Regions from separate parts of the Sus scrofa genome. Here region 2 is linked to region 1. The links are chromatin contacts, called in public Hi-C maps. All regions are on one chromosome and are shown on one strand. The core of a region is the stretch at or near the end of the contact, and the rest is flanking DNA. Distances in the headings are between cores, read along the strand shown. Region 1 overlaps LOC106510680 (a long non-coding RNA gene). Region 2 overlaps LOC106510680 (a long non-coding RNA gene).

Region 1 (2,618 bases), core at 56-2,555:
GCTGCTTTCAGGTTGGACCCTAAGGAAGAGCAGCCTACACTCACTTATGTCTCCAAGTAAGCCGGGGTACTTGATATCTGGAATCAAGACAGTGTCCTCATTATAATGCGACCATTAGAGAATACAACAAAAAAGTTGGACTGTTTCTTGACAAATACAAGTACATGAATAGTATACATTTTCTTCCCTGACTCTTTTTCTTTTTTTTCTTTTTACTACGTATTATTATCGAATGGTAGAATTTTAATTTTACTCTGCAGATTAATCATTAGTATATCTTTTGTTATTTCATCATGTAACCAAAGTCATGTTGCTTTTGTTTCTTTTTTTTGGACTTAGTGAACAGCCAAGTAATATTTTTCTAATTAATAAGCTTGTTATTCAATTACAGAAAGCTCCCCTCAATGAATGTTACATCCAAGCGTAAGTTAAAAAAGTAATATTTGAAGTAAGATTTAAGATGTAGCAATTGTACCAGGTGCCGTATATTAGGTGTTCCATTTAATCCTCACAATAACTCTCAAGTATGAATATTTCCCATATCTATGTAAGAAAGTAGGCTCAGAGAGATCTTCCCAGGTCTCACAGTGAGTAAGTGTAAAAGCTGCTGCTGGAGCTGAGCTTACTCTAACCCCAAAGTCGGAGTTCTTTCTACTTCACCATATGCTGAGATTGTACTGGAAGTCTAGAAAGCCAGAGCAAGAGACCTTTTCACTGGCTCACACGACATAGTTTGCAAGGGCCAGTCTGTGGACATGTGAAAGCAGTTATCTCCAAAGTCTCAGAGGGTTGAGCAGACACAGACAGGCAAAGGCACCAGGGTTAGGCACAAACTGTGTCATTTACAGGGGGCAAAGGAAAGTTCTAGTAGTTCCATAGGATGGAATGGTACTACAAACTCCATAGCTGGCCAAAGACTAATTTGGGGCAATTTCTATGCAGAATAGTAATGAGGAAAGGAGGCTAGGACCCCAGTTTGAGCACAGAATGGAGGGCTGGGAAGCATATGGGATTTGGACTTGAGTTCTAGTTCTACCCTTGAGCTGGTGACCTTGAGAAGTAAAAAAGTTCTCTCTGTTCTTTGTTTTTGATCCCCATTGGTAAAGTAGGGCTGCTGCTTCACAAGGTTTTGGTGATGGACTCATACAGGAATATACATAAAGGCACACGGAGGAAACTATACAGCCCTGAGCATATTTTTGTTATTATTCTGTTACAAACTGCATCCTGTTTACTCCAAATCACTGGGCAGCAGTCTCCATGCAGCCCTCTGGCTGCAGCTGGCAAGTCGAGGCAAGTCCCTTGTGGTTTCTGTCACTTTGCCCTCTCTGGGGACATTTCCATGACTGCCAGCTCAGCTAAATTGATTGACTCTATCACCCAAAGGCTGGTAAAGGTGACCTTTGGTTCTCCTGAGAATCCCGTGCCCCTGTTTTTCTGAGGAAACTCCCTTTGACCTCCTATTCCTCTGGCTTCCCTTCCCGCCGCTGTTGGTGGCTTCTGTCCAAGACCTTCCGTTGGAGGTGAGGGGTGGGTGCCCTGGCCACGTGGGTGAGAGAGAGAATGGAATGGCAGGAGGAGAGGAGAGAGGATGTCATCCTACGGCTGCCTCTCCCAGGTCTATGGGGTGTGGTTTCCACCCAGAGCCAGCAGCCAGAGTCCACGGAATGAAGTATATTGAAGTCATTCGGCTTTGAAGACTTCCTGTATACTTCTAAGCTGCCCATGACATCATTTCGCTGGGCGGCTCAGAACAATAGGCGGGGGAGGGCTGAGACAAACCAAAGCCACCAAGCGCCAAGAACAGAGTGAGAGGTTGAAACAGAAACTGCCACAGTCGATGTGGACATTCCCCAACTAACTGGGAAAGAACTGGCCCCTAAGTTTTCAAAGATGGCCCCTTGGCCTACCAGCCCCCACACACCCACGCGGAGCCCTGACCTCTCTCTGTGGAACAACAACAGCAGACACACAGGGAAAGTCATGTGACTTCCAAACGGTTCATCCATCCAAGTTCAATAAATTAGCAGCCAAAAATTTTAATCAGATATTTAATCTTTCCTCCCTGTAAGGGAGATTGAGTGTTTACTGTGGCTCCAGGCCAGGTTAATCTCAGAGAAGAAAGATTGCGGGCGGCGTGTCCTTGGTGCTAGAAGGCCCTGAAGAAGTCACTTTTGCCTGTTGAGCCCTCCTCAGCCAGTAACAAGGTTAGCCCTTGTCTTTTGTAATTCTGCAGCCCTGTATCAGGGCTGACCAGTGACCAGACGAGGGATTTCCATATCTTATAGACACATTCAGTGAGAACAAACCAAATCAATAATCAATACAGGGTCAGTCTTGTGTGGTGGCTGTTCTGTGACTCCTGTCCATCTCCCTTCCTCCCTGACCTCTTCTGCTCACCTTCTCTGGGCCCTCCTGAAGCCAGAGTTGTCCCAGGAAAGAGAAGGGCTGGAGGGAATTCTGCTAGAAAGCTCCTAACTTTGGTAGCAGGACTTACCTAGTTTACAAATAATTAACTGTTATCTACGTTGCTGACTATGGTTGAAATATAGTAATTCATTCAACCAATAGTGGTTGAGTGCCAGGTACTCTTCTAGGTTCTTGAGACAAATAAAAAA
Region 2 (2,618 bases), core at 38-2,537, 55 kb before region 1:
TATACTCATAGATTCTGGTTTGGCTTGTTTATGGAAAATATTTGATGACTAAATTAGTCCCCAGCTCAGTTATTTTTCATCGCAGAAAGGAACTATAATCAAATCTACAATAAATCAAACCGGGATTGTAATCAGGGATTGAATTTTTAAAGTTTTTTTGTTAATGTAAAATGTTCAGAGTAATTTTTACCTTTGCCAACCAAGGTTGTTTCTATTTCCTCCTCCTCCTACTATTTTGAGATTTTTCTGAGATTCTCTCTACTGTCTTCATTTTAGCCCCAACTATGGCACTGCTTCTGTAGTAATTAGGTAACCACAGTTAAGAGGCTGAACTTCTCAATGTCATCATCTTTGATAGTAAAATGGCACTAGGGCTCCAAACTGAGCTCCCAAGATCATGTCATGTAATGTATCAATCATTATGGATATCTAGTTGTTGGATGTCACTAGCTTTTAGTGGCCTGATGCTTGTAGGCAATTAACAGTTCTTCTACCCAGGGTGTGGTCTAATTGAGTCTACAGTAGAATCCAAATGAATGTGTCATAGGGATGAGAATGGCTGTGTGGACAGAGAGGCCTTTGGGGAACTGACTGGGGAAAAAGTACTTACTGGGCATAAAACATGACTGTTTGGTGGGCACAGGCTAGAAACAAAGAGAAAGAAGAATAGTTGTGACCTCCAATAAAATGAATTCTGTTCTTCTTTATCCCTTCCATAGAATCAAAAAGGGTTACAGACCTGCTTTCACAAATGGTAAAGTTTCAGGTAAATAGTCAACAGTTATAGAAAGGTGCCATAACTTTAATCCTTCAAAGATAGCACCTGTAATAAATCATACACTGAGGGTCTAGAGACTGACTGTTATCATCAAGGAGCCAGCATTTTATGGGTGACATCAAACAAGACAGTGGGGCAACCCCAAAGCCTGAATCAAGAATCAGCATGCACTTCCAAGAAAGAGAGAAGTTCTTTTTGGGTTTTTTTCCACAGAGATGATTTTTAAAAAATCAGTGTGAATTTAATGTTGGCTACATGGGTACCATATAATATATTGTAACACATAAGTGTATTCTATTATCTAATATAGTCTTACCCAAGAACATGGAATAAATTCTTAAGGAATTCTGTAAGTGTAGAGCATTGAGCAGAAGTATAGAGTCTTGGAGGTGTGCTATTATGGGATAAATATTACTTGGGGAATTAAAAGGCACTGGAGCAGTGAGCTCCGTACTTAGTGCCGTCATCAAAGCTGATTGCAGTGTATTGCTGCCAACAGACCTCTCCACACCAGCAGGTGCCAGGCACCGAGAGCACCGCTCCCTCAGACATTGACCCCGTGTTAGGGAAAACGCTGACGCGCTATGTTTACTCCAGGAACGAACAGGGAGGCTAATGCCCTACTCCCCAAGGAGCAGCCCACGTACCATAAAGGTTTTATAGCTGTTCAAGTTAGACTTCAGGTTCATTCTTTCCAGATTCATTCACAGGGAGGGAGGAAGCGAGGGAGGGGATGGTAACAGTAGGGCAATGTTTAACTCAACAGATTCCAGTGTCTTAGTGGTGAAGATGATCAAACCCCCAACTCCCCACCCTGTTGGCTCTCCAAACAGAAAACGTCAAGGGTGGGCACCCTGCCAGATGTTCCAGCCAGCAGCTGAACTGAAACAGACCTGCCCCGGGAAGGGAGAGAGAGAAATAGAGCCAAGGAAACCTAAGAAGGAAAGAAGGGCAAACTACTCTTATAACTTTGCTGCCGGCCCCTCTAAGTGTTTGTTAAAGTGATAATTAGAACATATCTGAAATGTTATTGCTATTGCTATTATTTCAGTTCTATTAGCTAAAATTTATTATGTATCAGACACCAGGTTAAGTGTTTGCATGCACCTTCTTATCTGCTCTGCTAACCCTATGAACAAGGTTCTATTATTATCTCCATTTTATTTTATTTTAATTTATTAAAGTATAGTTGATTTACAAGTTCTTCAAGTTCTGTTGTACAGCAAAGTGGCCCAATCACACACAGTTCCCTGTGCTGTACAGTAGGGCCCCATTGCCTATCCATTCCAAACACAACATACTATCTCCATTTTATAAAAGAAAAAAACTGAGGTTGAATAATTTTCTATTTAATGGAAGAGTTTGAAGGTAGGTTTGTTCAATATGATTAAAACTGGAGGTGCGTGGTATCAAGAGTCAAGAAACAGTGCTTATTACAGTTGCTTTAAGGGAGTTCCCGTTGTGGTGCAGCGGAAACAAACCCGACTAGGAACCATAAGATTGTGGGTTTGATCCCTGGCCTCGCTCAGTGGGGATCCGGCATTGATGTGAGCAGATGTGGCTGGGATCCAGTGTTGCTGTGGCTGTGGCATAGGCTGGCGGCTACAGCTCCAATTTGACTCCTAGCCTGGGAACCTCCATATATGGCCATGGGTGCGGCCCTAAAAAGAAAAAAAGAAAAAAAAAAAGTTGCTTTAAGTCGTAGGTCTTCTGGATGGAAAGAAGTCAATCTTTTGGCTACCAAGTGCTTTACACATTATTTCTTTTTTTTTTCTTTTTTTCCTGTAGAGTAGGTATTAATTTTCCTGTTTTAAGTAGAGTCAGGAAATAAGTTTAGGTT

Evidence for each region. Hi-C and Micro-C count contacts between places; a contact is called where the count stands out from the background.
Region 2: a contact with region 1 is called in a Hi-C map of liver, with 2.5 times the contacts expected there. The contact joins two enhancer-like sites. A contact is called at or near these places in 1 of 5 promoter capture datasets (liver) and 2 of 47 Hi-C or Micro-C datasets (liver and skeletal muscle).

What each region holds. Positions count from the first base shown.
Region 1 is chr6:107,698,603-107,701,220 of Sscrofa11.1, reverse strand. All of the region lies in intron 3 of LOC106510680 (a long non-coding RNA gene), which reads left to right. Among named protein-coding and RNA genes, the nearest start is that of RBBP8, 220 kb to the left of the region's middle. Within about 2 kb of position 1,305, at least 30 of the 83 cell types and tissues checked have an H3K27ac peak or open chromatin away from gene starts, as enhancers often do. A contact at or near this core is called in liver, where this site is marked.
Region 2 is chr6:107,753,155-107,755,772 of Sscrofa11.1, reverse strand. All of the region lies in intron 2 of LOC106510680 (a long non-coding RNA gene), which reads left to right. Among named protein-coding and RNA genes, the nearest start is that of RBBP8, 170 kb to the left of the region's middle. Within about 2 kb of position 1,287, at least 27 of the 83 cell types and tissues checked have an H3K27ac peak or open chromatin away from gene starts, as enhancers often do. A contact at or near this core is called in liver, where this site is marked.